Regions from separate parts of the Mus musculus genome. Here regions 2, 3, 4, 5, 6 and 7 are each linked to region 1. Evidence: chromatin contacts called from public ChIA-PET, HiChIP or PLAC-seq and promoter capture Hi-C data. All regions are on one chromosome and are shown on one strand. The core of a region is the stretch at or near the end of the contact, and the rest is flanking DNA. Distances in the headings are between cores, read along the strand shown. Region 1 holds the start of Elmo2 (engulfment and cell motility 2). Region 2 holds the start of Zswim1 (zinc finger SWIM-type containing 1). Region 3 overlaps Pltp (phospholipid transfer protein). Region 4 holds the start of Pcif1 (PDX1 C-terminal inhibiting factor 1). Region 5 holds the start of Mmp9 (matrix metallopeptidase 9). Region 6 holds the start of Slc12a5 (solute carrier family 12, member 5). Region 7 holds the start of Ncoa5 (nuclear receptor coactivator 5).

Region 1 (3,812 bases), core at 900-3,399:
TAATGGGGTGGGGAAGACACAGGCTAATCCCAGGGCAGAGGACTCACTGAAGCCCATTATGAAGGGTGGTAGATTGCTCAGCCAGTTGTGTGGAATTGTGTTCTAATTGCACATGGCCTTGTAAAGTGGGAAGCTGGCTGAAGAGGGGAGGACTATGGGAAAGCCATTATTGGTGGTGAGGTGAGACTTTCTGGTGGTGTGGTGGTGGGTGCATTGTGCTGGTTAGCTTTTGTCAACTTGACACAAGCTAGGGTCATCTGGAAAGAGGACACCTCAGTTGAGAAAATGCCTCCATTAAATTAGGTTTTTAAGCAAGTCTGTGGAGCCTTTTCTTGATTGGTGATGGTTGTGGGGAGGGCCCAGCCCACTGTGGACAGTGACACTCCTGGGTTGTATAAGAAAGTGCTGGAGCAAGCTACCTGGAGCAAGCCAGTAAGGAGTGCTTCTTCTTGGCCTCTGCTTCTTGGTTGTTGCCTTGACTTCCTGCCCTGATTTCCCTCAGCTGTAGACCTCGGGGGTGCAGGCCAAATCAACCCTTTCCTCCCCCAAGTTGCCTTTGGCTGTGATGTTTTAGCACAGCAATGGAAACACAAACCCAGACATCCATGTTCTGAAGGTGACATCAAGGCCCTCGCTGGCTCCCCAAGTTGGACTGACTGAATGGAATACTCTTTGGTTTGTCATTGGTGCCTTAGGGGGAGGGGAAATGGGGACACATCTGTTTAAACGTCCCTGCAAACACCCTGTTTCAAAATAGGCAGCAAACAAAGAAATAAACAACCCACCACAAAGAGGATGCTCACAAGACTACGGAGGACAATAAGAGATAATAATGTGAATCTGATAGGGTCGTATGAGGCTCCCACAGAGCAGCAAAGGACCTGGGGTCCAGAATGGTGCTGCAGACAAGGGTGGCTACCCTATGTTCCAGCGTAAAGCTATTTTGGAACACGGCCATATGCTTTATCCTGGGTGGCTTTCGATAAAACAAAGACAGAGACTGGCTGGAAGCAGGCAGTATGTGAACCTATTGGAAGTGTGACTGGCCGGCCCCTGCACAGGCCTTATTAGCACTGTGATTGTGGGAGGGGAGCTTTGCTTCCTGGGCACCATCCTGTTCACCAGCTGATAAGAATCCGCTTCAATTCAATTCAATTGCAGGAGTCAATGTAACTGTGCCTGTAAAACTGCTTCAAAGACAGTAAAAGGTAGCCATTATTTCCATCTCTCTGCTGAGCGGCCAGCCGAGTCTCTACAGAATGGATAACAAAATGTCTGTCTTCTGGCATTGTCCTAAGGATCTGCTAAGAGAAATGATTAAAAAAAACAAAATTTGGAGTTAAACAGGGAGATAGCGTCTTGCTGTATAGTCACCGGTTGTATAGTTAGTTGGTCCCATAAGACCCCTAGTCTTTTCTTCTGCAACTGGGGATCGCATACTAGCCCTCCCTACCAGCCTGCTGTGAGCTTTAAGGGAGATGGCAGGAGTGAGTCCTTGGCGCTGTGCCCGGCCTTGTTAGATCCGCAGGTGCGGTGACGAACGCCACCTCCCACGGATCCCTACCAACAGCACAGCTGAGCTGTACCCCTCTGCCTCTGCTCAGCGCCCACGGTCAGCCCTGGGTGCCGGTATAATTAGCTCCATCTCCGTAGTGAGCAGCCGCGGCTGCTCATAGCCTCTGACACGACTGTCACCTCCCACTCAGTTCCCTAAATCAGCTATTCCCATCGTTGAGTCGGATCAGGTGAGCATCACCAGAGGATAGCTTGCTCCTTACAACAATGGGTCTCAAGGACCCAGAGCGCGCCCCCTCCCCGCCCCTCCAACCTCCTTCACCCGGAGGCTGTGTACAGAAATAAAAGAGAAAAAAAGTTTGGGTGGGGAGCAGCCTCTAGTGTCTGCTGGGAAATCACGTTCCTTTAGACCCAATAGCCTGCAGAAGAATGGTAGTCTGTCTCTTTAAGAGGCCTCCGCGGAGGGGAGGGGCCAGCCGGCGTCGCTCCAGCCCGCGCCCTCAGTTAGGCCCGCCTCCCTTTTATTGACAGACAAACAACCCAGTGAAAGCGAGACTTTTCATCTTGACAGCAAAGCGGAGCAATAGAAGCCCGGGCCGCCCTTCGCAGGGCGGGGCTTCAGGAGGGCGGGGCAGACGGGGCCAGTGGAGCGGCGGCGGGACGCGGGCGCGGAGCTGGGCCTCGGCGGGTGCCGGGTGAGTGAGGGACGCTCGGGGCTCGAGGCAGAGAGACAGAGTGTTGAGGGTTGGGAGCCGGGGACCGAGGTTGGGGTTGAGGCGGAGGGCAGCGTCTGCCCGACCTCCAAGCCCGGGCACGGTGCCGATCCGGTAATCCCCCTGCGGTCGGTACCGGCCCTCTTTCCTTCTCCACTGCCCGGCTTCGGTCCAGGCCGCTCTCATTCGCTTCTTCCCGCAGCATTGCAATGCCCGGGGTGCTCCGGTGCTGGTTTCCACCCTCCCCTTTTTCCGGGCCCTGCAGATCTGGTCCTTCGCCGCCCTCCCTAGGCTTAGGCTGCTCCCGGCCTGGTTCTGTTCCTTCTCCATCCCTCGCTCTGGCCACCCTCAGAGTCCGCCGCCCCTACGTCTAGTCTAGTAAACTTTTTTTCATCTTCCCAGTCTTCCTTCCGAAGGCTTCCGGGGTCCCGAGTTCTGACCCTGGTGCGACACTCTGAACATTCTGGTGTCCCTACACATCAGTAGCTTTCAACAGTTTGAAAGTGTTGATTGACGTCTGCCTGTCCCAGCAGGTAGGAATGCCCAGGAGGAAGAAGACCTTACCTGATGTTGCTCCATGCACCCACAGCGTCTCAGCAGGCCAGACACTATAGATGTTTACTAAATGAATGAACGAAGGGCTAGAGTTTGCCTGGGGGATGCAGCCGCAGCCCCTGACATCCCATCTGTTGTGGGTGGAAGCCACCTTTTGGAATGCTTTCTGTGTGCCGGGCACTAGGCCAACCTGGGCTCTCCAAAAGAGAAATAATGCAAGTCACATTTGTTAATTAAACTTTTCTAACAGTCACATCTCAGGAATGTAAAATATGTAAGTGGAATAATTTACTCATGCTTTAGTTAATACATTTCAGATTATAATTAGGAATTCACATAACCAATGTAAAATCACGTTAATGGAGTTGTTGACTGTTTGTGTGTGTGTGTGCTAACTTCTTGAGCTCTGGTGTGCCTCACTCTTGGGACAGCACTTCTTGCTTCTCAGAAGAAGCACGGCAGCCATTTGTCAAGTGGTCGGTCAGTAACCACATTGCTAGGGTGGCTGCCTTGGCTGTGAAGTGCTCAGTAGTGTGCAAATGTGAGGGCGTTTAGTTCGAGTTGTGGTCTTTTGAGGAGACTATCATTATTTGCATTTACAGATTAAAAATAGCAAAGATCCTAAAAGAGTTTACCTGCCCAGATTCATTCTACCGTTTGGAGCAAAAGAGACAGGGCTGGTTCAAGAAGGGGTTTCTCTGTGTAGCCCTGGCTGTCCTGGAACAATCTCTGTAGACCAAGCTGGCCTCTGATTAAGGGCATGTTCTACCATGCCCAGCTTGTCTGTTGCTCTTGAATCTTGTTATTCTTTTTATGTTTGATGCTGCTTCTAAGAGGTGCCAAGAAAGTTTGGGGTGCAGGGTATGAAGACTAGACTGCTTTTAAAAATGATGATACCAGTATTTAGCATACTCTGACACGCTCTGTGCCTAGGTCATATCTTCCTGGGTGGCTCACGAGCAAACATAGGTAAGAAATACCTGCCCTGGGTTTGGAGGTATGCACCGGTAGCCAGAGCACTGTAAAGGC
Region 2 (3,812 bases), core at 924-3,423, 500 kb after region 1:
AGTAGACCATTCAGCATCGTGAGGGCCATGGAGTGCTGCTGGCAAGCGTCTAAAGCCCAGGCTAGGATCCTTCCTCTGCAAGATCGACGGCCGTCAGGGAAGCACTACGTTTCTCAAGTGCCACGTAATTTGATGCTTGAAGCTAGACTGTAGTTTTAGGTACGGTTTTGGATGGGCCTAGGGAAAGGAAGAGACACTTAAGAGAGTAGGTACCTGGGTTTTTAACTATCTATCTGGACAATATCTCAACACTTATCAAACACTATATATCTTCCAGGGGCAGATATACAACAAGCACATAAGGACACATTGGTTGATTATAAAAACCATAAAAATGAGAAAGAGGCCAGAGAGCATGCTGCGGAGGGCAAGGCACATGGGCTACAGTGGGACACTGAGGGAGATTTCCCCGGATATGAGGGATAAATAACAAGCCAGCCCAGGAACTAAAAAGGGCAGGAAGTCACATGCAGTGGTGTACCTTTGTGATCTAAGCTACCTAAAATGCTGAGACAGAAGCGTCACCAGGCGTCACTGGATCAGCTCAAGACCAGCACAGGCAATTTAGAGAGAACCTGTCTTAAAAAAACAAAAAACAAAAACAAAACCCCTAACAACCACCACACACTCATGCATGCAAAAATCCCGAACCAACCAAACAAAAGAACTAGGGAATTGGGTGTGGCACCAACACCTGTAATCCCAGCACCTGGGAGGTGGAGGCAGCAGGGTCAGTTCAAGGTCATTCTAGACAATAGGAGATCATAATAGCTCACTGGCAGTATAGAGGATTGAAAACACATGGCCAATCCTAGCACTTGGGAGGCAGAAGCAGGCTGATCTCTGTGAGTTCTAGGCGAGCCAGGGCTGTTACACAGAGTACCCCTCTGTCTCAAAAAACAAAACAAAAAAACCCATATGGCATGTGGACCTTCTTTTTCTACAGAAGGATTCTGCTGTGTAGCTCTGACTTGTCCACAGCAATCCTCTCACCTCAGCTTCCAAGTGCTGCAAATAAGGCATGTGTCAACATTTAATTCTTTTTTAAAAATCATTCTAAATATTTGCATGGCCTTTCTGTTCACAAATTCTTATAATTCTTACCAACTTTTTCTTTGGTCCTGGTATATACCAGGAAAAAAAAACTGCTCAAAATTTGCTGTGAAATATTGAGCAAGCCAATTGCCTTCTCTGAAACTTGATTCCTTTCACTTTATTTATTTTTTTCTTTTGGCTTTTTTCGAGACGGTTTCTCTGTATAGCCCTGGCTGTCCAGGAACTCACTCTGTGGACCTCGAACTCTAAAATCTGCCTGCCTCTGCCTCCCAAGTGCTGGGATTAGAGGCATGCGCCACCACTGGCCGGCAATTCCTTTCACTTTAAGGGGGCTAGCATGTGTGTAACCTCTCCTGCGCCTACACATATCCTGATTGGATGTAATGCTTTATGCAAATGTTTCCCATTTGGCTCCATTCACTGTCCCCATTTCGCCGATGAAAGACTCAGGTTCAAAGACACATGAAAGACTGAGGTAGAAAGCATAGGCTATCTGTCCATCATTACAACAGCTGGAAGCCGAGCTTTGGCTCCAGATCCTGATGGCATCCTATAGAGTCCCAAATTATGGATCAGGAAGGGAAGGCGGCCTCTGACCTCACCTGAACACCGGTGGGGGACGCGGAAGGCTGAGGTTCGTGTTCAAGCCCAGCGGAGCCGAAATCCACCTTCCACTGGTGGAAGCTGAATGCACTAGTCGCTGAGACCCGGCTTCACGCCTCCACGGCCGAGACCATTCGCGCACCGGCAGACGCGGCAGCCATTCCTCCCACTGGGCCCGCCTCCGACTGACTGACGTCCAGCCTCGCCAATCACCACGCCAGCTTCACAATGACTCAGACCAAAGGAGCTCGCTGTGGAACTTGGGAGTTACGGACCAATCCTGGACTGGCAGCTCCTGGACGGGGCTGTTGCCAGGGTTACAGAGGCTCGGCCAGAAATCACCAATGAGAGCTTGTGGAAGGATGTTCAAGCCCGGAACAGGCCGCCCGAGGGCGAAGCCTCCCTTCGGTCTAGGGGGCTGGAAAGGCGGCACCTTTTAAAGGCCAAAATAAAAATAAAAAAGAGCAGTGTTTTATACGGACAACATTTAGTTTGTCGGCTATCGAGCTGTCAAGCTCCGTAGATACAGAATGGTGGAAAAAGGTGCAAATGTAATCCTGCATTCTTTGCCTTGTGGAGAAACTGAGGCTTGTAATTCCGGTTATTCAGGGTCTGAGATAGGATCAAGAATTTGAAGCTAACTCAGGCAACCTAGTAGGACCAAGTCTTAAACAGCTGGGTGTGGTGTCACACGTATTTAATCCTAGCACTGGGGAAGCAGAAGCCAGCCTGGTCTACATCAAGTTCCAGGCTAGGCTTCTCTCGAAAATAAAATTAAAAAGTTTAAATTAGGAATTTGCCCACAGCGTCCCAGCAAGTGGCTTGCAGTAAAATCTAGGATTTAGGTCGGTCTTTCCTCCTGGTCCCTGACAGGACAGAATGAACAAGACAAGCTACCATCTGTGTTGTAGGATAGGTTGGTAGGAAGAGGGCAGAGTATGGGGGTGCATTACTAACCCTCTGAATGTCAAGTACCCCATTAGACAACATTCATGGTTCCTTTAAAATGACAACGTTTTGAGGCCGCTAGTCTGGGCTACATGAGGCCCCGTCTCAAAAAACACAAACGTGAAACAAAACAAAAACCGACTTTATTAGTGTGAATAAAAATACGTAACAGGTATTTTCTAAAGAGCAGCAACAGTTGACAATCAAGGGCTACCCTCCTCCCCCTCTGTCTCTGGACACAAAGCTCCTTTCCGGGCCCATTGTGTTTATCCTAACCTGGGCAAGGGTTCGTCTGTGTAGGCTGGGAAGAAAGGAGCATGCCCTTTCATATGGAATAACTTTGGCTTTGAACAATGAACAAGGTGTCTACAGAACGCCAAAGGTAGGGCTGAAATGAGGCAGGGTCAAAGGATTGTCACAGTGGAGTCCCTCTCCCCCGAGTTTTAAGATCTTCTTAGCCCTTACCTAGGAAGACACTGATAAAAATACTGACCTACAGTCTGACCCACCACTTTGAACTGTCCCAAGGTGGTTCTGAGATGGGTTCACTAGTACAAACACTTCAATCATGAACCATGGCTTCAGCAAGAGGGGGGCTGTCTGCTTCCTCTAGCTTTCCCCAGAGGAAAGGGAGGCAGCCCACGTCTCTGAAGTCAACTGGCTGCTGACTGGACTCAGGCAGCTGATAGGGGTCTGCCCAGATGTCCACAATCTTGCGCAGGGTGGAGCAGCGCTCCTCCAGCTCTGGCCCCTCGGTCTGCATCAGCAGGTTTGCCAGCTCCCTGCTTAGGTCCCGAATCATGTGGTTCTGACCTTGCTTTTCAGGCTGATCTGTGTTTGGGATGATTCCACGGTCTTGCAGCTCCCCATTGGGGTCAAGGAGGTGCTGGTATTTCTTCTGCCACCGGCAGCACACCATGGCTTCCCCTACTGGCTGCTGGCTGGTATGCAACAGAGCCAAAATGTGGCGGCATGGCAGATGGTAGCACTGTTGAAAGGAGCAGCTGCAGCTACAGCCATCTTTGCTCACCTGGTGTGAGTTCTCTAGCAGCTGAACAGCCACTGAGGAGCCGGCCTCGTCTACCAGGTGGGTGGAATTCTGTACCACCTCCCACTCATTATGACACAACTTGTAGGCTAGTTCAGAGCCACTCTGGTGCAAGATGTCTAGCATGCCAGCCTTGGAGGACTGATCCTGGGGCTGT
Region 3 (3,812 bases), core at 623-3,122, 480 kb after region 1:
TTGACCTATCGGGCCCGTTGGGTAAAGGGGGTTAAAAAGGAAGGCAGGGGAAATGACTCCTTAGTCATCTTAAACACGTAAAACGCGTTTTAACTGTGTGTGCATGCATGCACGTGCGTGTGTGCGTATCTGCATCCTGGTGTATGTGTGGAGGTCAGAGGACAACACTGTGGAGTCGATTGTCTCCTTCCTATGAGTTCTGGGGATTGAACTTGGGCAGCACAGTTTTGGAGGCAAGCTCCTTTACCTGACGAAGCCATTTCGCCAGCCCCTCCTTTTCAGTCTTGCTTAGTGATTTGATGAAAACCTTACAGTAGTCTTAGTAGTAGATGGAGCTAACCATGGCCTCCTGATTGAGCCCCTACAGCACACCAGGCTCTAGCTGCTTCCCATGGAAAGCCAATTTGATCTTCGTAAGACCTCTGTGAGGGGCGTGTCACTACTTATGAATGAAAGGCACAGAGAGGTTAAGCACTGGGCCCAATGCCACCCAGCTTGGACTGACCCGAGCCCCTTCCCGCAGTGCGCAGTTCTGTGGATGATCTCGTGGGCATCGATTACTCCCTTCTGAAGGATCCTGTGGTCTCCAACGGCAACCTGGATATGGAATTCCGGGTGAGCTGCCTGTGTTAGTGCCTGTGACCTCTGACTGCTGATGGGTTTCCCTCGTCTTTGGGGCTGAGCACGGCTCTGAAAGGTCACTCTGACCTGCGGTGACTCCTGCGTCCACTGCAGGGTTAGGTTCAGCCTCCTAGATCGGAGGTAGAGTCCTACCTTTCTATTTCTTTAAAGATTTTTTTTCAAGATTAATTAATTTATTTTGTGTATGTGAGTGCACTGTAGCTGTCTTCAGATGCACCAGAAGAGGGCACTGGACCCCATTACAGATGGTTGTGAGTCACCATGTAGGTGCTGGGAATTGAACTCAGGACCTCTGAAAGAGCAGCCAGTGCTCTTAACCTCTGAGCCACTTCTCTAGCCCCAGCTCTACTTTCCTAACTGCATTCTGCATCTCTGTAGCTCCCCAGAAGTCCTTACGCCAGGGACTTGCTTACGCCTTGCCTGTCTCCTGCCTGCCCCAGCCCCTGCCCCTGCCCCTGTGAGTCAGCTGCTAATAGTCTTCTTTCGGTTTCTGAGGGGGATGGAATCCAAGCCCTCCTTGGTCACCACAATCTCAGGATGTTCAAGTTCATTATTGAAAATGGTGTCCCATGTGTGGGACATATAATCTTCAAACATCCATTGGGAGATGTGTGTGTGTGTGTGTGTGTGTGTGTGTGTGTAGTACACATGTGGAGGTTAGAGGACAGCTTGCAAGAGTTGATTCTCCCCTCCCATCTAGGATCCTGGGGATCAAACTAGGATCCTCAGGATTGGCCGCAAGCTCCCTTACCTGCTGAGCCATCTTGTAGGCCTGACAATGCTGATTGTTTGTTTGAGGCAAGGTTTCTTTATGTAGCCCTGGCTGTTCTGGAACTAACTCTGTAGACTAGGCTGACTTTAAAGTCACAGAAGTCCTCTTGCCTCTGCCCCAAAATGGTGGAATTGAAGGCACAAATGCTTCTTTTTCTCTTTTTCTTTTTTCTTTTTTTTAATTTATTTTGGTTTTTGAGACAGGGTTTCTCTGTGTAGCCCTGGCTGTCCTGGAACTCACTCTGTAGACCAGGCCGGCCTCAAACTCAGAAATCTGCCTGCCTTTACCTCCCAAGTGCTGGGATTAAAGGCGTGTGCCACCACCGCCCGGCTCTCTTTTTCTTTTAAAGGTTTATTTTCTTTTCTGTGTGTGGGTGGCTTTGCGTGCATGTATTGAATGTGTGAGGAGAGTGTCAGATACCCCGCACTTGGAGAATAGACAGCTGTGAGCTGTCATATGGTTGCTGGGAACTGAACCCACATCCTCTGGAGGAACCGCTAGTGCTCTTAACCACTGAGCCATCTCTTCAGCCCGTAACTGCTATTTTTAATTATGGTTGAATTTGTGGGTATGTTAATTTCAATTTTTTTAATTTTTTTTTTTCATTTTGAGTTCAGAAATAAGTATTTTAGCTGGGCTGGGTGGTAGTGGTGAGCGCCTTTATTCCCAGCACTCACTGAGTGAGGCCAGCCTGCTGTACACACCAGAAGAATCAAGGCTACTCAGAGAAATCCTGTCTCAAAAAAGTATTTTATTTTAGGGAATTTAAGAGAAAGAGTAAGGCATTCCCGGCTAATAGGATGGGACCCTGGAAGTACAGTACTGTCTAGCTGCTAGTCTGAGGCCTTTTTACAGGACTGGTGGCCGAGACCAGGGTGAGGAGAGAGGAAGGAGCTGGTCGGTCAGGGTGGCTCACCCATGAGGTGTCCAGGAGCCATTTTGTTTTCAGTCTCCTCAAGTATAGCTTCAAGGCAGGAGTGACAGATAACCAGGAAGCAGGAATCGAGCAGCTCCTGGTGTTCCTGCCCCCAGCTAGGACTTACTCACTGCTGGGGCAGTGTGTGTGTGTGTGTGTGTGTGTGTGTGTGTATGTGTGTGTGTGTGTGTGTGTGTTTCTGTTCCACCTGGCCTGTTTCTACCTTCTCATCCCTTCCTACCCCAAGGGGTAAGTGCCTTTAGGGAAGGAATTTGGGAGCCATCAGTCTGGCTCCTTGGAACTGAGTAAGTTGTCAGGTGTGGCAGTTGGAGTACCCCTCCAGTGGGCCCCATTTAGATGGGACCTGGAGAGTGATCAGTAGCTCTGTTTGTTTAGCATCGGGGTGTAGTGAGGGTCCTTGACTGATGGTTGGTTAGTGATGTGATAGGGAAGGGAAGACGAGAAAGGGACCAGGGACCCTTGAGTGGAGGAAACAATTCCCTCCCAGTGGGAACAAGCAGCGTTTATAGAACTTAGCAGTCCAAGCCCTAGGCAGAGAACCAGAATAAGGCTGAAAGTAGGGCACGTTCATCAAGATGGTCAGTGGTGGCACACGCCTTTTATCCCAGCATTTGAGAGGCAGAGGCTGGTGGATCTCTGTGAGTTCGAGGCCAGCCTGGTTTACATAGTACGTTTCAGAACAGCCAGGGCTGCACAGAGAGACCCTGCTTCAAGAGACAAAAACAAAACAAAACAAAAAACCAACAAGCTGGGCATGGTGGCGCACGCCTTTAATCCCAGCACTTGGGAGGCAGAGGCAGGCAGATTTCTGAGTTCAAGGCCAGCCTGGTCTACAAAGTGAGTTCCAGGACAGCCAGGACTACACAGAGAAACCCTGTCTCAAAAAAACAAACAAACAAACAAACAAACAACAAACCCCAAAAAAATCTGAATCAAAGCCCATTAGCATCCTTAACAGGCTCAGACAAGCATCTATCCACAATTAGCTTAGTGGACGTTCTCTTCTCTGGCCTTCGAGTGATGAACCCACTCTGCCTTCCAGCGTTTTTGACATCTGGGACATCAGGTGAGGTCGCTCCCAGCTGGATTACTCCCCCTTCAGTCCCTGGCCAGGAAATCAGGAATTACTGGGGTGTCTTTGAATTGGATTGAGGCCTTTTCTTTTGCTCAACATGTGCTTAGAAGTAGGGGGGGCCATCCTGAGCCCATAATTTTCAGGGCTTGTTTTTTTTTTTTTTTTTAGACGTAGTCTCACTCTGTAGTGCTAGATGGCTGGAGCTCCTATGTAGACCAGGCTGGCCTCAAATTCATAGAGATTTATGTGCAAAAAGCACACCCACCAGGCCTGGCAGCTTCAGGTTCTTATTTCACAAATTTGAAGAATGAAATGTTGGACCACAGCGGGGACTTTTATTAGTATTTTATTATAGGGAGATGAATAGAAGGCAGGGTGCCTACTGA
Region 4 (3,812 bases), core at 470-2,969, 450 kb after region 1:
CCACCCACAACTAAGAAAAGACACACTTCTTTGGCTGTCTTGAAATAAATAAAAATAAAAACATGCAAACACGTATAACACATCTTGTCCACCTTTATTGAAAATTTTGTGTCCCCCAAAATGTGAAGGATGCACCTGGTAGATGCAGTTGTTAGAGAAGGCAGAAGCAGCCCGGCCTCGTGCCACCTAAACAGGACACTACAGCAATCCCAAACCAGCTGAACCCCAACGACACCTATTTGCAGTTAGAAGCAGGAGGGGTAGAACTACCAAAGAATTTGTAACTTTAGGGCAGGGTCTCACACAGCTGAAACTGGCGTAAAACTCCTAATGATCCTGCCGGAATCGGAGTGTTAAAGATTATCGCCCTTAGTCATCCTATCCTGCCTTGGTCATCCATCCATCTCTTAAGTGCTAGAATTTCAGATCTGTGCCTTCACCCTCGACAAGATTTTATTTTTAAACGCACCCCAGATGGGACTGGGAGACAAGATGACACACTTTTGCACTTTACACAGCTTGAAAATGTTAACTTGGAACTTGTTAAGTGCTGGTAATAAAGCTACTTAGTACACTGACTGCCCGGCATATGTGAAACCTAGGGTTATATCCCCAGTACCACATACACACACATTAGAGCCAGGTGTAGTGACAGACGACTTTAATCCCAGCACTAAAGACACAGGGTTTCTGTGAATTCGAGGGCAGCCTGTTCCACATAGTGAGTTACAGGATAGCCAGGGCTACACAGAGACCCTGTCTTTTAAAAATAAGATAAACTCGCGTAGATAGGTGCAGCAGGTCTCTGGCCAAAACGCCAGCTCTGAAGTTGGCCAGACCCAAGTTCAAGGCCGTGCTGCCGTCCTGACACCTACGTCAGAACCATCTGACCCCTGCACCGTAGTCTAGCGTTCTGTGGACTCTCGCTGCTGCTCCCATTAAGTGACTGTTTTCACTTAGCCTGTGCCTTCCGGACCCCCACGCATACCAAAGTCGGAGAAGCGCAGCGTAGTCTAGAGACAAACAACTGTATCTGCGCAAGCAGCGGAACTCGGACTAGAAAATGCATCCGATTCCGGGATTGGAGGAACATGGGCGGGATCACATACCAGAGTACCAATCATAACGCCCCGGCTCTGGTGGGCGGAGCCACGCAGGCGCACAGACGGGAACCCTCCCCCACCCCGCTCCCAGCGCGCTCCCGCCTGCCCCTCCCGCAAGCCCAGCGGGGGCGGGAAGTCTGGCGCGCGCGCGCCGGCCCTTCGCCCGGGCTCCGCCCCCCGCCCTGCCGCGCGCTCCCGCCCCCGGGCTGAGGCGACTCTGAGTCGGAGCCCGACACAAAGGCGGTGGCGACGGCGGCAGCGGCAGCAGCGAAGGGACCCTAGAGGCCGCTCCGCCCGGGCTCTCCGGGCCCACTGCACTCACCCCAGCCGGCAGTCCTGCTGCCCACCCGCGGCTCTAAGATGGCGGCGACGAAAGAGACCGGGCGAGCGGCAGCCCCGAGCGGGAAGCGCCGGAGGGGCCTCCGCCGTCCTGCTTCGGACTCCCGGACCCAGGCGCGGCACGCAGCGGGACCGTGGCTTCCTGGGGCTCTTACCTGCCCGAAGCGGACTCGAGGGGATGCGGCCACACGTTCTGCTCGACCGCCCGTTTTGCCGCCTCCGCCTCGCCCTCCCCAGCGCCGCTGCCGCCATCTTGTGTCCCGGGCCGGGACTCCGCGCTGCGCATGCGTCGGTACCGCCTCTGAAGGACCTCGCCACGGCCGCGCCGCCATCTTGAGTGTGGCAACGTTGACTGGCTCCCCAGACCTTGATGGCTTTCGCCCCCACCCCCCGCCCCCAACTCCCCATTTTCCGGTTGATCTGGGTGGTCCCTTGTGGTCCTGAGGATGGGGAAAAACAGCGTTGCTATTCTTGAAACGTAGGTGGGAAGGAAGGAATCTATCGCACACCCCTGCCTCAGTTTCCCTGCCGAACGCATTCGCAGGGGCTGAAGATCTAGGACACTTTAGGGGGCACGAAGCTGGTCTAGAGTCTTCTGGGGGCTCTGGCTCAGTTGCCGACATAGGCGGAGCGGTGACGTAGGCCCTGCACGTTGGGTCCTGGCCTGCACAGTGCTCTGCCGCTTCCAGCTGGTGTCCTCTCGGGGCCTCTGCCCTCTAAGGGTCCTGGAATGTTAACTCTCTCTGCCTAGAGGCCAGGTGACGAAGACGTGCAAATCGAACCTTTGCGCGTTAGCAACCTGCTCACAAATTGCTCTTGAATAGTCGTAGCTTTTGGAGGAGTGCAAATAGGGTAGATGTGGCTTTGGGCAGTTGTAAAGTTGTGAAGGCTGCACACAGCTTAGTGGGAGACGCTTCTGCAAGGGGCCATCGTCGGGCTCCCTTCCGGAATTAGGCTCCTAGCTCCACCCACTTGTGGCCTCCTAAGGAAGCTGTTGCCCAGTTAAGGTAACTTGAAAGGAGGACAAGTTTGCCACCTGCTGCTGGACTAGCGTAGCAGATGGCCCAGCTGGTCAGCCTCTCAGGTCTATGACGCTGTCGGCGCTGGCTGCCCAGTAACTTGGAGCTGGAATGTTGGGAGGTCAGGAAAAATGGTCAACAATATAAACTAGTAAGAGTTGGAGGAGGATCTTGTCTAGTCTGCCCACAGACACCTGACCATCGACCCCAGGTGTGTCCATCTTAGGGATTTTTTTGTTCTTTTGGTTTTTTGATAGTTCTGCTATATAACCCTGGCAGACCAGGAACTCAGCAGTCTGTCTGCCTGCTGGGTGCTGAAATTAAAAGCATACACCATCATGCATCTCGAATCTTGGGAGACTGATAAAGGGTCACTAGTTTGAGAGGTCAGCAGGGCTACAAGATACTTGCTTTAAAAAGGAAAGTTTAACTTGGGAGGCAGAGGCAGGCAGATTTCTGAGTTCGAGGCCAGCCTGGACTACAGAGTGAGTTCCAGGACAGCCAGGGCTACACAGAGAAACCCTGTCTCGGGAAGAAAAAAAAAAAAAAAAAAAAAAAGGAAAGTTTAAAAGGGGAGTTGGTTAGGGGTGTAACTCAGTGTTTCCCTAACCTCTGACCCTGTTCCAGTTCTGGTTTTTGGTTTGGTTTTTTTTTTTTTTTTTTTTTTAAAGATTTATTTATTATATGTAAGTACACTGAAGCTGTCTTCAGACACTCCAGAAGAGGGCGCCAGATCTCGTTACGGATGGTTGTGAGCCACCATGTGGTTGCTGGGATCTGAACTCCTGACCTTCGGAAGAGCAGTCGGGTGCTCTTACCCACTGAGCCATCTCACCAGCCCCTTGGTTTGGTTTTTAAGCTAGCCAGGTGCGATAGTTCCTTTACCCGCAGGACTCCTAGCTCCATAGGGAGTTCCAGACCTGATCTTTTTCAAACAAACGCAAATGGAGTCAAGAGTGTGCACACCTGAGACCCCCAACAGCACTGGAAAGGCAGAAGCAGGAGGAGGCTAAGTCGTACATCAGTCAGCCTGGCCTACACAATGTAGTGGAACTCTCAAGCAAAACCAGAGCAGTGCACAAGAGCTGGACATGGTGGTCCTTGTCTCTAGGTCCAGAGACTAGGGAAGCTGAAGGAGGAGCCTGGGTAACAGGGAAATGCCATCTGAAGAAGGAAAGACAAGCCTGCCTGCAGAAAGTCATTGCATCAACTACATAAAGTGGAGGATGGTGGCACTAAGGCCACTTTACCACCTCACCAAGCAGAAGCTCCTGCAGGTGGTAGTCTACTTCTGTAACAGTCGCTCCCTGCTTTTACAGCCTTGCTACCTGACACTGAGCCATTCTAAGAC
Region 5 (3,812 bases), core at 558-3,057, 380 kb after region 1:
GCCGAATAGGAGCGTCCCTCGAAGGTGAAGGGAAAGTGACATGGGGCACCATTTGAGTTTCCATAGTAAGTGGGGATCACTGTAGAAAGGAGGCTAGAGTCAGGGCGTCTGGCCACACACCAGTGTAAGAGAAGGGAGTTGGGACAGGGGTGGGGATGGGGCGGATACTGGAAGGCTCAGGATCTCACCGACGCCTTTGCCCAGCGACCACAACTCGTCGTCGTCGAAATGGGCATCTCCCTGAACGCCGGCGCCAGGGGGAAAGGCGTGTGCCAGAAGGCCGTCCTTGCCGTCGAAGGGATACCCGTCTCCGTGCTCTGCAAGAGGCCATCGGAGAGGAAGGGACTCAATCAGCAACACTTTGCTCTCTTTAAGGGCAAGAGACTGAAAGCGACTGTGTCTCCCGCTGAGCAGCGCACCAGACTTTGAGAAGAGGTGACTGCGACTCCAAAGCCGCTGGGGGTTGGGGGAGGTCATTTGTGGAAGCAGCGACTAGGGATTGTGGGGCAGGCATAAGAGCGGACAGATCTGCTGTCCCTTCTACTCTGTCCGTGGTCGTCCCTCCCATAGCCTGCCCAGCCCGGGAATTCTCACCCGCGACACCAAACTGGATGACAATGTCCGCTTCGGGTCCGTACACGCGGGTGAAGGTGAGGGGTGCCACCTCGCCCCACACCGCGAAGGCGCGCGCGAAGGCGTCATCGATCATGTCTCGCGGCAAGTCTTCAGAGTAGTTTTGGATCCTGGAGGTGAAAAGCCAGCGTCGATGGGGGATCGGGCATGCACGGATTACAAATGGGGGTGGGCGGGGCAGCAGCTACACCACGATCGCTTCAAAACACACAGGGCTGCAGCCTCTCTCGGAACTTGTATTGCTAAGGATCCCTTGTGTTCAGCTAACCGGAGGTGCAAACTGGCCTCCAGTCCCACCCAGGCACCTGCTTCTAGCCCGACATCTCACCAGTATGTGATGTTATGATGGTCCCACTTGAGGCCTTTGAAGGTTTGGAATCGACCCACGTCTGGGACACCACAGCGTGGTGTTCGAATGGCCTTTAGTGTCTGGCTGTCCAGCTCACCAGTCTGGGGCAGGGAGAGCTGCTTCTGAAGCATCAGCAAAGCCGGCCGTAGAGACTGCTTCTCTCCCATCATCTGGGCGGCCCGGGTGTAACCATAGCGGTACAAGTATGCCTGTGGATGGAGGAAGGGGCAGAGACATCACAGAGTTCTGGCACCTTGGCTCTGGACCTCTGGGCCACATGCTTAGGGACTCTACGGCCAGGACACCAGTTCTTCCTACACAGCTAGAATTCCCCTATCCTGAGGACAGCATCACACCTCGACCTCAGATGATATAAACCATGCCTACCCCTCAGCCCCACTAGAGTTTAACTGTTCACTGCCAACCTGCGCCATGTCACAACCCTTCGAAGCCGAACCCAATCTGTCCCTCCAACAGACCCGAATCTGCCCAGAGCCTCCAGACCACCTACCCCCTACTGCCTAACCCTGGCAGACATGCCCATCACCCCCAAATCCAGAAAGCATATCTGAGGCCCCATTCCTTGGGAGAGGGGGACATCTTCCTGACCAGCCCTTCTCAGCTATCCACCGAGCCATCTGTCTACCTCTGCCAGCTGGGTGTCCGTGAGGTTGGAGGTTTTCAGGTCTTTGGGGAAGACCACAAAAGTCGGCTGGCGCTGGTAAGGGGCAGCAGAGCTGCAGCCGAAAGCCAGGAGAGCCAGGAGCAGGGGCTGCCAGGGACTCATGGTGAGGACCGCAGCTTCTGGCTAACGCTGCCTTTGCAGAGATTTTAAAGAGGCAGTAAAACGGAATCAGTGACCCCGCCCCTCCCCTCCAGGCTTATGCTGACTCAGCGTGTGTGTGTGTGTGTGTGTGTGTGTGTGTGTGTGTGTGTGTGTGTGTGTGTTTACACTACCCCCTCCCTTATGCCCTGCCCACAGTCCCCCATTGCCAAGTCAGGCAGGACCCCCAGACCCACAGGAAACCACAGAACTCAGGGTTTAGTTTCTGCAAACTGCAGACTTTGTGGGAAAGGGAAGGAGGGTGTGCAGGATGGGGCATTCACCTAGCCCTAGGTCTGACGGCCCTGACTGATCAGCCCAGTAAAAGACTGGGAGACCTGAGGCCCGAGACCCCTCTTCCTTGGGCTTCTGAGACACCCCCTCCCTGGCCAGAGTGCAGCCTGGAGCCCATCCCCACACTGTAGGTTCTATCCTCTCATCCCCGCCCCCTGATAGAGTCTTTGACTCAGCTTCCTCTCCTGGCCTCTGGGAGCAGGCTCTTTGAGGCAGGATTTGGGGAATTCCATGGGGCAAACCCCTAGCTCCAGCAGGCTGACTCCTTGGGGAAGGAAAGATGAGCCTGGGGGGCGGGGGGACACACACATGTGGGAGCAAGCAGAAGCTTCATCCTTCTCAGGCTAGCACTATCCTTCCTCTTCTGTTTAAAGAACAAAAACAGACCCTTTGTCGCTCAAGCCTTTGTCCCTATATTGATCTGAGGATAAAATGAGACTCTCGAAACACAGAAAAACCACTTTCAGCAGTGTTCACGAGACCTCAGTTGATGGTGTCAGGTTTGTGATTGGAAATTAGGAGACTGGGGTCTTGGCTCTAAGCCTTGGGGTGACCTGGATGGGGCAAACACCTTCCTCTCCCGAGCTGTGAGATCGTCATGGACCCTTCCCCTCCTCCAGCCCTGCCCTGCTCCACTCAGGAAAGCTTTGGCACAGTCTTGCCAACAGCCGGCAGCCCCCGGCCTTCCATCCTCCTCGCCTGCCACCATGGTGGAGCAGGGCCTTGATCTGTCTTCAGCAAGCTGTTCTGACTAAGCCTCCTGTGTGCCCAGACCTTCATGTGCTTCCCAACGAACAGACCTGTGAGCCGGAGAGAGAGAGCTGGGTGTTCTCCCAAGCTTCTCTTAGATGCTTCTCACTGGTGAGCTCCAGCACTGAATTGCAGTTCTGGGTCTACCATTTCCCAACCTCGTCATTTCCCAACCACCTTGGGCAAGGCATTTCACCTCCAGGCCGCAGTGATCATTCACTTTTTTGATTTATTGTGTTGGACGTTGTGATACGCTCTCTACAAAACTCTCCTATATATTGCTATCCCATATGTGTGAGACTGTGTGTGTGTCCATATGTGAGTCTGTGTCTGTGTATGAGTGTGTGTGTGTGTGTATGCCCAAGCCTCTAGGGTCTCACACATGCTAGGCAAGTACTCTACAACTGAGCTGTTCCTAGTCCTTGTTTTTGTTTGTTAATTTGTTTTAGTGTGTGTGTGTGCGTGTGTGTGTGTGTGTGTGTGTGTGTTTGTGTGTGTGTGTTTGTGTGTGTGTTTGTGTGTGTGTGTGCATATGTGTGTGTGCAGGGACACACATCCATGACTGCCAAGGCAAGAGGAGATGTTGGCTGTCCCCCTCTGTCATCTTTCCTTTTGTTCCTTTGAGGCAGAGTCTCCCTAAACTTAAGAGCCCAGGGATTTGCAGCCAGGCTGGCCGCCAGCAAGCCTTGGTAACCCTGTCTCAGAGTCTCCATCTGTCAGTGTTGGAGGTGAGCAAGTAGGTGCCGCACCCAGCTGTTTACGTGGATGTTGTAGCTCCGAAGTCGGGTCCTCCTGCTTCTACAATGAATGCTCTGACCCACTTGGCCATTTCCCCAGCCCACCCTCCATCTATTGAGACAAAGTCCAATTGGAAGTCAGGCTTGTGCTGAACTCCCATCCCCTGCCTCTGCCTCCCAAGCGCTGTGTCATAGGTGTGCACACTATGCCTGGCTAACAAGGTTA
Region 6 (3,812 bases), core at 422-2,921, 360 kb after region 1:
GGGGAATCTCGGCCCAGAGGGTCAAGCAAAGCCTGGGGGAGCGTTTGAAGGCGCTGAGCGCAGACAGCAGGCACTGGAGATGCGCTAGTGCGCAGGGGACGCAGCGCCGCTTAAGGGTGGGGGCTGGGGGCGGCTGACAGCCGTGATGGATGGCTGAGACCGCTGGGGGGCAGCGAGGGGCCTGGGAGCCCGAGGGGGTGGCTGGCCCCAAGACCTCGGAGCAGAGAAACGGCAGTAAAGGGTGACGGAGAAACGGAACAGCACACGGATTTGCTCCAGAGCCCCTTAGCTCCTGGCAAGTCTTTGCACCCACCGCAGCGAGTCCGCAGTGTCGCCACAGCGGTGGGGAGTCAGCCACTAAGACCCCGTTTCTGAGGCTTCACCAGGATAGCTAAGAGAGCTAACTATAAAGACTTCCCCCCCTGCCCCGCCCTGAAAACCACACTGTCGCCCTAGGGTACCAAGAGAAGGGGGGAAAAGAGCGAAGAATAGGATCTTGCTTCCTGTCCTGAATAGGAACCCACGGAGAACCGAGAGGAAGAGGAAATCGGCAAAGTAGACCAGAAAAACCCACAGAAGTGGTAGCTTCAGGTTGAGATAAGGACTTCAGGAAGCCTTGGGGGAGGGGGTTCTGGTTGCACCAAGTGTCCCCTTAAGGAGACACTGCAGCCCAGACGAGAGCTATCATATGCCTCCAAACCCCAGAGCCATCACAACCCCCCCCCCCCACCTTTTAGCTGGAAACTCAAAGCGAGGAACTGCAGCAGACTGCGCCCCTAGAAGCTGCTGGTCCCTGCTCTGCGCCAGGACGCCCCGGTCCCCTCTCCGGGAAAGGAGCCTCCCTCCTGCACGTCGAACAGCACGTCAGCCCTGTTCTAGCTATTTCATCCCCTTCCCACGGCCTCTCCGGTTTAGCTAATCCAAGTCTGCCCCCAGGCCGTGGATCATTCCAACCCCCAGTTCCGAATCTGCCTCGGAGCGCGGCGCATTCCAGAACCGTGGACAGCGCCTAGCGCATTCCAATGGAGCTAGCCTCCCTGCAGCCTCCGGCATCCGCCGCCCCGGTCAGCCCCAGGCTGTTCTCTGCAGGAGGCGGCCCCGGCTCTGCCCCCCACTCCGAAGCTGCCCTCCTCCTTCTCCTTCTCCTCCTTCTCCTCCTCCTCCTCGCTGCCCCCTCCCCCGCCGCCCCCGGACCACTGCTTACCGGGGTTGGCTCCCCCATCGCCGTCCTCGCAGTCCGTCAGGTTGTTGAGCATGGTGGCTGCGCGGCGCCGGGCTCGGGATGGCTGCGCCGCTTCGCCCGCGCCCCTCTGCCCGCCTTCTCCGCTCGCTCGCTTGCTCGAGCTCTCTCGCTTGCTCTCCGCTCCACGGAGGAAGAAGCTGCAGTGCCCGCCCGCCCGGCGCACACACACTCGCACACGGACACACGCTCACACCCGCGCGCGCCCCCTCTCAGTAGCGGCGCTGCTCACCTCATCCCGTATGCAGGAGGCGTGAGCCACTGGCGGGTTTTCTTTGGAGGGGGGGACCGGAGGGAGGGAGGGAAGGGCAGAGAGGCGGGCAGAGAGCTCCGGTGGCCCCCTCACGGGAAAACTGGGGGCTTGCGCGGGTGGTATGGAGGGGATGCTGCGGGGGACGCGGCCCTCGCTTCCCTAGAGCAGACGCAGCCCCCCCCCCCACTCTGGCGCAGGCGGGGCCCGGCACGTGGGCAGGTGCCATCCCGCGCCCTAAAAATAACGGCAGGGAACTAGGTCGCGGCCGTGGGGAGGCGGCCCCGCAGCGGCTGCCTGACTGAGGGTCTGCGGTGACCCCTGAGAGAAAGATGTGGGGGACTGAGGTGGCAGGGGCGGGCGCTGTGGAATGTAAGGGCCCCAGGGAGCTGTCTACCAAACTGGTGAGGTAAGGCCTGGAGGAAAGAGAACCAGACCTTTTCCCAGATCGGTGTCCTAGCGCCTGAAGCCTAGGAGAAAGATGGGGCCTAGGCCCCCATCAATGGGGCACTGTGCTGCCCCGAGGGGACTCAGGTCAATGGGTCTGTTTGGCCCATTCTGTTTTTAAATCGGTGGCTGCCACTAGAGGAGTTGTAGAGAACTCTCTCATGGTGCTCGGGCTGGTTGGAGTCTCAGAATCCTAACCCCAAGACAAGACCCTGGAGTCCACACCACAGACAAGGGGATTTCTCCTGTGGAATGATCTATGGATGAAATGCAGCGAGGAACAGGGAGCACTGGGGTCCTGTAGCACTTCCTTCCCACCCGAGATGGTGCAGCCTCTAGGGAGGGTATGCTGGCCCCAAGCTGGCCAGGAACTGAGTGGGGGAAGGGGAGAATGAGGCCACCTGCCGGTTGGGGACCAGATTTTCTCCTGGGGCGGGAATGTCTAATCCTCTAATCCAGGATTGCTTTCTGAGGCTTCCAGGCCGGACATGCTCTCCTGTCCTCCTCTTCTGAAACCAGCACCCCCCCCAGGAGCTTGATTACCCTGGGACCCCGAAGCCAGACTTGGGCCAATGGTGGAGATGCTTCAGAAAGTGACATTTGAGGTTTAGACCCTTTGCATCTAGATCTAAACATACTAGCAATGGAAAGAGGAAATAGCTATACAGTCACCCTGGTTCCCAGCTTGAGTCCTCAAAAATCCCTGGAGAATTGTAGGACAGAACTGTTCATCTTATCTAACGTATAGCTTTCATTTCGTAAATGAAAAAAACAAAAACAAAAAAACTAAGCACCCAAGAGAGAAAATGACTGCCTAGGCACACAAAGCCAATGAGTAGCAGAATTCAGTCTAGAACCCATTTCTATTTACTCCAACTTAGGTCTCTTCTCAATAGAACCTCTTTTTAAATTGATCTTGCCTCCAATGAAAGAGACAAGAATACAATCATATCTACACTACCAGCTGCCTCTGATTCTCTGCTCCAGGGGAAAAAAATCAGCAGAGTTTGAGTCTGGGATGGGCTTTTCCCCTTCTGTGCCCAGGTTAGAAAAATGCAGGACTAGAGGCGACCCCTTGGCTGGAGCAGTAAGCCTCCCGTGTCTGCGAGATACTCTTAATAGGCAGGCATTTTCAGGACCTTGGACAGAGTCGGCAGACAAGCTGGCTCTATGGAATCTGTCAGTGGTTTCAGACTAAGCCAACAGTGGGGTCTTCTTCGATGGACTCAAAGGTGCTTCTAAGGGATTTGCCAACAAGGTGCCTACGCCGTTTGGTTTTGAGGACACCCAGATAATCTGTTACGATGGAGAATTAACATTCAGACAAGATGTGAGCATTTGGCAGATAGTGTTAGCTCAGTAATAAGACACAACCAAACCTGACAAGCCAAGTTCAGACCTTAGGACCCATACCATTAAAGATGAGAACTGACTCTTGCAAGTCATTTGCACACATACACAATAACAAAAACAATTTAAGAAGGTGTAAGTACTTGATACCCTTGGCTGTCCCAGAGTCAGTCAGTTATACGTGTCTCTCTCTCTCACACACACACCAATCTGTATTATTCTGTAGAGAAGTGTTAAAGGGCAAAATGTGAGGTACGTTTGTCTGAGCAGATTTGTGGAGGCGAGGACCATTAGGGCATGCTTCTTCATCTCTGGTCCTGGTGCCATTGCTTCTCTGATCACCCTGGGAGTAAACCTATCCGTGGGGACGTGAGAAACAGATGAAGGCCAGAGTGACTGCCTCACTGCCAATCCTCACTAGAGCTCTGACCTGGAAGGCCACTCAAGATGTGGGAAATACGGGTTCTATCCTCTCCTCTGCTGCAGAATTCTGCTTATTCCTGGTCAAAATCTAGTCCCTCTCTC
Region 7 (3,812 bases), core at 700-3,199, 290 kb after region 1:
GGCAAGAAGCCTGCAAAGGATAGTCTGAAACTGAAGTTAAAGACAGTTGTGAGCTAACAGCCTAGGTTCTCTGCAGGAACAGCAACTGCTCCTAACTGCTGGGCCATCTCTGCAGCCCATACCTTAGGACCTATTTTACAGAAAAAAGGGTAAGTGTCTGTGGATTTTTTTTTTTTTCCGAGATGGGGTTTCTCTGTGTAGCTCTGGCTGTCCTGGAACTCACTCTGTCGACCAGGCTGGCTTCGAACTCAGAAATCCACCTGCCTCTGCCTCCTGAGTGCTGGGATTAAAGGCGTGCGCCACCACTGCCCGGCAATCTCATACATTCTTATAATCATTTTTTACAACCGTTTCGCCTGTGTGTAAAGTTAGTTTCTAGTTACAGCCCAAGAATGACTTCTTCCCACCAGCACGCATCTCAGTGTGCAGCTACACACTCTAGTGCAATTTCTTCTTAGTTTGAGCTCTATCTTTCTGCTAGCCTCTACTCTCCAAGAGGACAGAAGGTGCTAAGATGTGCTAAGATGGTGCCTAGCACGTAGATACATATCAAGTCACAGTGTCTTTTAAGCAATTATTTTATAATTAAAAAGTTTTGAGGCAGGGTCTCCCTTGCTGGCCTGCAATTCCTTATTTATAGGCTGGCCTTGACTGCACAGTGGTCTGTCTGCCTGCTTCTGTCTCCCGAGTGTTGTTATTAAATATGTATAGTGATACCGGGCGTCGTGGCACACGCCTTTAATCCCAGCACTTGGGAGGCAGAGGCAGGCGAATTTCTGAGTTCGAGGCCAGCCTGGTCTACAGAGTGAGTTCCCAAGGCTACACAGAGAAACCCTGTCTCGAAATACAAACAAATATATATATATATATACAGTGACATACCAGATGGCTTTTGTGTTTTAATGCGTGCGTGTGTGTGTGTGTGTGTGTGTGTCTGTGTCTGTGTGTGTGTGTGTGTGTGTGTACATGGGGTTGAACTCAGGTCATCAGACTAGGCAGCACACACTTTTGTCCCCAGAATCACCTTACCAGCCACGCTTTGAGGTCTTTGTAGCAAATGTACAAGAAACAGTGAGTCAACTAGCAGAATGAATATAGGATCCGATGTTTAAAGAAACTGGGCTTCTCACAGTGTTCAAATCCCACAGTCACCAGTTTAGTTGGCCTGTATTGTTCAGGAGGAAGACGAGGCCCTACGGCATTTGAGGCACGAGGCGATTCATGTAGCCGGAGCTTTGATTCATGGAGAGCATTTACAACTGTAAATTCCAGTCCCTGTGACAAACTCTAGATTAAAAGGGGGGAGGGGGGACCCACACCTTTTTTACATGCTTCGTGGTCGACAGTAACGTTGAAGTCAATTTTTGACCTTGAATATTTCTCAAAGAAATATCTCAAGAAAAAAACCGTAATATATCTCCAGGAGCCTCTTGGCTCCTAGAGACAGCTAGGCAACTAATAGGATCCACAATGTATTTAAATGCAAATTTAAACCCAGCTTTTTCTTCACCTCTCTGCTCTCTTTGTTCCTTGTGATCAGGTTTGGGCACTGCACATTTTCCATCTACAAATGCTTGGCCTTTCGGGGCTTTAAGTTTTACAGGGATGAAAGTACTGGGGGACTTGTTCTTGTTACACAGTTATGGATGAGGAAAGGGGATCTGGAAAAGGGAAAAGCCAGACAGCAGTCCTGCGCGGGGCGCAGGCGTGGAGCGGGTCCTCCACTGAGACCCCGTTACTAGGCAACCGCTGGCGTTCTCAACCGCCGCCCCAGAACCACCGCCTCGCCCCCGTCGCCAAGGAGATGGACGCCTCAGCTCAGCCCTGCCGTAAACCCGCAGGCTCTTTACGACACTGCCGCGGCCGCCGCTGCGTGCGCGCCCTCTGCCCCTACCTCCACACTCCGCCCCGGCCGCCATTGCCTCGTGCCCGCGCTAGTCGGTTGGTGGCGCCTTTGTCCTACGGCGGGCAGGTGGGCAGAGGCCGAGGCGGCAGCGGCGGGCCTGAGGCGGAGGAGCGGCGGGGAGGCGGCCACGCCGGTAGCGGTGAGTGCCGGGGAGCGGTGGCCGTCCGCCGAGGCGTAGTACTGATGGGCAGGCGGTTGGGGGGGCGACGGGGACGCTGAGGCGGGAGGGCCCGTTCGACGCGCGGCCTGCTCTCCGGGCACGCGCGAGGCTGCGCATGCCCCGGAGCGGGGCGCGGCTGCCTCCGGCTCCGGTCCGGTCCGGTCCGGTCCGGCCCAGACCCGAGTCTGGCGGACCCAAGTAGGCGAGCGAGCGACTGACCGTGCGCTGAGGTGGGCACCGCGGCCCGTTTCGGTCGCAAGCTGCTGAGGCTTCTTTGTAGGATCGAGCACGCCCTGCACTCGAGAGTCTGTGAAGTCGCTCGCCCGGGGCTTTGGTGGGCGAGGGGAGCTCTTGTGAGTCAGTGGCACTGGAGGGCTTCGAACCCGGGTCCAGGATACCGGTCTCGGCGGCGGTGTCCAGGCGCCAAGCAGCCTAGGGAGCGCTGTCGCCCTGGGCGTATTCTCGAGATGTCAACTTGTGTGACAGCTCGCCCATTCTATGGACGTGGACCCTAGGCCCGGAGAACCGGGCGAGAGAAATTGTGCCGGAGGTTCGTACGGACACGGCGCCGGAACCTACTGGCTTCCCAGGGCCCTTCCCGCACCCCGGTAGCGGGTCAGGGGCTTTGCTTAGGACCACGTCTCCCCAGCTTCCGTCCCTCGCGCTGCACCTTTACAAGTCCGCCTACATCTGTACTAGATACCAAATGTTAAATGTTTTTCTTTAAACTGACTCTGACCCTCCCTCCTTAAATGCATTTGTTTAAGGCGGAAATTTTGAACCCCAAACGGTATAATGGAAAGCCAGTTATTTCTCTAACGCTCATAAAAAAAATAAATACCTGTCTATTAAAATAAACACTTGTGTCCTTGTTCCTCCTGAAGTTGTGCGCTCCAGGCTTTGGGAACCGCTGCCCTTGGAGTACGGGGTTAATTGTCATGTTATGTCTTTCACTGTATATGGAATTTTTCCCCCTGCGGCATTCCAGCTCCCATTGCAATGTCCCGGGGTGTCCCGGGATCTTCAGGGTGATGATAAATATTCTGAGCTTTCTCATTGTAAAAGGTTGTCCTTTAGAAGCGCTAATCTCAGGAGCTGCAAGAACCATCCCTCAGATGTACTGGGTGTGTTTCCTCGCTTTCTTACAGTATTGTGGTGTGGTAGCCACCTTGAAAGTTCATGAAAGGATGCTTCTGCAAACCCTGATGTGGCTTTTGACCACAGAACACTTAAACTTGTATCTGTCTGAGTGTGAAAAAGCAACTTTGTATCAACATTTTGGAACAAGGCTCTAGTTTTGCCTTGTGGGGATTGGAGACCACTTGACTGATGGTTAGCGTGCATGCCTGCCTTCCTTTTGGTTTGTCTCTTCCATTTAGCTCGTCTTTCCTCTTTCATATATTTTTTGAGCCCCTAGACATGCATTAGTCTCTACCGAAACATAGGAGACTGCTTCTCCTTGTATAATGTGCTAGCAAAACAACCACATTGCAAGACTAAATGGAAGGTATTTTTCTAGATATCAGCAGTTTCATGTCCCATTAGCTATCTGATCATAAATTCAGTTTTTAAAAAGTGTGAGAGCAGATTTACTTTATTTTCTGAAAGGAAATTCAGAAAAGCCAACTTGGACCATTCCAGATACCCCAGCACCAAGGGCTGTATGACAAGAAGTCTGTATTTTGGGGGGCTGACCTCAGGTTGAGCACAGAATAGAACTAAACATAAGATCATCCATTGGTCCCA

What was found. Promoter capture Hi-C pulls out the DNA fragments that hold promoters and counts their contacts. ChIA-PET counts read pairs in DNA pulled down with a chosen protein or histone mark. HiChIP or PLAC-seq counts read pairs in DNA pulled down with a chosen protein or histone mark. Capture Hi-C pulls out chosen DNA fragments and counts their contacts.
Region 2: a contact with region 1 is called in a promoter capture Hi-C map of liver, with 2.7 times the contacts expected there. The contact joins the promoter of Zswim1 here to the promoter of Elmo2 in region 1. A contact is called at or near these places in 8 of 39 promoter capture datasets (the 3T3-L1 cell line, 3T3-L1-derived adipocytes, cranial neural crest and 5 more), 1 of 15 datasets of contacts at CTCF or cohesin (the NIH/3T3 cell line), 4 of 115 datasets of contacts at active chromatin or transcription factors (acute myeloid leukemia, embryonic stem cells, extraembryonic endoderm stem cells and 1 more) and 3 of 9 other capture datasets (adipose tissue, liver and macrophages).
Region 3: a contact with region 1 is called in an RNA polymerase II ChIA-PET map of memory CD8 T cells, with 7 read pairs. The contact joins the enhancer-like site here to the promoter of Elmo2 in region 1. A contact is called at or near these places in 1 of 484 Hi-C or Micro-C datasets (bone marrow-derived macrophages), 4 of 115 datasets of contacts at active chromatin or transcription factors (acute myeloid leukemia, bone marrow-derived macrophages, embryonic stem cells and 1 more) and 1 of 9 other capture datasets (macrophages).
Region 4: a contact with region 1 is called in an HNF4G HiChIP or PLAC-seq map of pancreatic cancer cells. The contact joins the promoter of Pcif1 here to the promoter of Elmo2 in region 1. A contact is called at or near these places in 13 of 39 promoter capture datasets (the 3T3-L1 cell line, the C10 cell line, HPC-7-derived erythroid cells and 8 more), 2 of 484 Hi-C or Micro-C datasets (bone marrow-derived macrophages and embryonic stem cells), 5 of 115 datasets of contacts at active chromatin or transcription factors (acute myeloid leukemia, bone marrow-derived macrophages, embryonic limb bud and 2 more) and 3 of 9 other capture datasets (adipose tissue, embryonic stem cells and liver).
Region 5: a contact with region 1 is called in a promoter capture Hi-C map of liver, with 2.1 times the contacts expected there. The contact joins the promoter of Mmp9 here to the promoter of Elmo2 in region 1. A contact is called at or near these places in 26 of 39 promoter capture datasets (the 3T3-L1 cell line, 3T3-L1-derived adipocytes, the C10 cell line and 16 more), 3 of 15 datasets of contacts at CTCF or cohesin (the NIH/3T3 cell line, embryonic stem cells and large pre-B cells), 6 of 484 Hi-C or Micro-C datasets (the HPC-7 cell line, Th1 cells, embryonic stem cells and 3 more), 23 of 115 datasets of contacts at active chromatin or transcription factors (the 230-238 cell line, the NIH/3T3 cell line, the SCID.adh cell line and 16 more) and 4 of 9 other capture datasets (adipose tissue, liver, macrophages and 1 more).
Region 6: a contact with region 1 is called in a promoter capture Hi-C map of neural stem cells. The contact joins the promoter of Slc12a5 here to the promoter of Elmo2 in region 1. A contact is called at or near these places in 19 of 39 promoter capture datasets (the C10 cell line, the HPC-7 cell line, HPC-7-derived erythroid cells and 13 more), 5 of 15 datasets of contacts at CTCF or cohesin (the NIH/3T3 cell line, embryonic stem cells, large pre-B cells and 2 more), 10 of 484 Hi-C or Micro-C datasets (the MNK3 cell line, Th1 cells, cortical neurons and 6 more), 23 of 115 datasets of contacts at active chromatin or transcription factors (the 230-238 cell line, SST interneurons, acute myeloid leukemia and 15 more) and 5 of 9 other capture datasets (adipose tissue, embryonic stem cells, liver and 2 more).
Region 7: an H3K27ac HiChIP or PLAC-seq map of embryonic stem cells shows a contact between it and region 1, with 5 times the contacts expected there. The contact joins the promoter of Ncoa5 here to the promoter of Elmo2 in region 1. A contact is called at or near these places in 24 of 39 promoter capture datasets (the 3T3-L1 cell line, 3T3-L1-derived adipocytes, the C10 cell line and 13 more), 1 of 15 datasets of contacts at CTCF or cohesin (the NIH/3T3 cell line), 8 of 484 Hi-C or Micro-C datasets (CD4 T cells, the G1E-ER4 cell line, Th1 cells and 3 more), 24 of 115 datasets of contacts at active chromatin or transcription factors (the 230-238 cell line, the SCID.adh cell line, acute myeloid leukemia and 15 more) and 3 of 9 other capture datasets (adipose tissue, liver and pancreatic islet).

What each region holds. Positions count from the first base shown.
Region 1 is chr2:165,324,816-165,328,627 of GRCm38.p6, reverse strand. It overlaps Elmo2 (engulfment and cell motility 2), which reads left to right and starts at 2,149. Exons shown (of 21, transcript NM_080287.2): 1 at 2,149-2,210.
Region 2 is chr2:164,821,047-164,824,858 of GRCm38.p6, reverse strand. It overlaps Zswim1 (zinc finger SWIM-type containing 1), which reads right to left and starts at 2,173. Exons shown (of 2, transcript NM_028028.2): 1 at 1,659-2,173; 2 at 1-177. The coding sequence starts at 29. It overlaps Zswim3 (zinc finger SWIM-type containing 3), which reads right to left. Exons shown (of 2, transcript NM_178375.2): 2 at 2,732-3,812. The coding sequence ends at 3,170.
Region 3 is chr2:164,848,316-164,852,127 of GRCm38.p6, reverse strand. Pltp (phospholipid transfer protein) reads left to right here. Exons shown (of 16, transcript NM_011125.2): 8 at 524-615. Among named protein-coding and RNA genes, the nearest start is that of Pltp, 7.5 kb to the left of the region's middle. Within about 2 kb of position 1,872, at least 42 of the 459 cell types and tissues checked have an H3K27ac peak or open chromatin away from gene starts, as enhancers often do. A contact at or near this core is called in memory CD8 T cells, where this site is marked.
Region 4 is chr2:164,877,275-164,881,086 of GRCm38.p6, reverse strand. It overlaps Pcif1 (PDX1 C-terminal inhibiting factor 1), which reads right to left and starts at 1,719. Exons shown (of 17, transcript NM_146129.3): 1 at 1,598-1,719. 4930445K14Rik (a long non-coding RNA gene) reads left to right here. Exons shown (of 2, transcript XR_003953757.1): 2 at 1,046-3,812.
Region 5 is chr2:164,946,214-164,950,025 of GRCm38.p6, reverse strand. Mmp9 (matrix metallopeptidase 9) reads right to left here and starts at 1,807. Exons shown (of 13, transcript NM_013599.4): 1 at 1,629-1,807; 2 at 962-1,191; 3 at 595-743; 4 at 189-317; 5 at 1-79. The coding sequence starts at 1,769.
Region 6 is chr2:164,965,847-164,969,658 of GRCm38.p6, reverse strand. It overlaps Slc12a5 (solute carrier family 12, member 5), which reads right to left and starts at 1,671. Exons shown (of 26, transcript NM_020333.2): 1 at 1,205-1,671. The coding sequence starts at 1,256.
Region 7 is chr2:165,032,916-165,036,727 of GRCm38.p6, reverse strand. Ncoa5 (nuclear receptor coactivator 5) reads left to right here and starts at 1,949. Exons shown (of 8, transcript NM_144892.1): 1 at 1,949-2,045.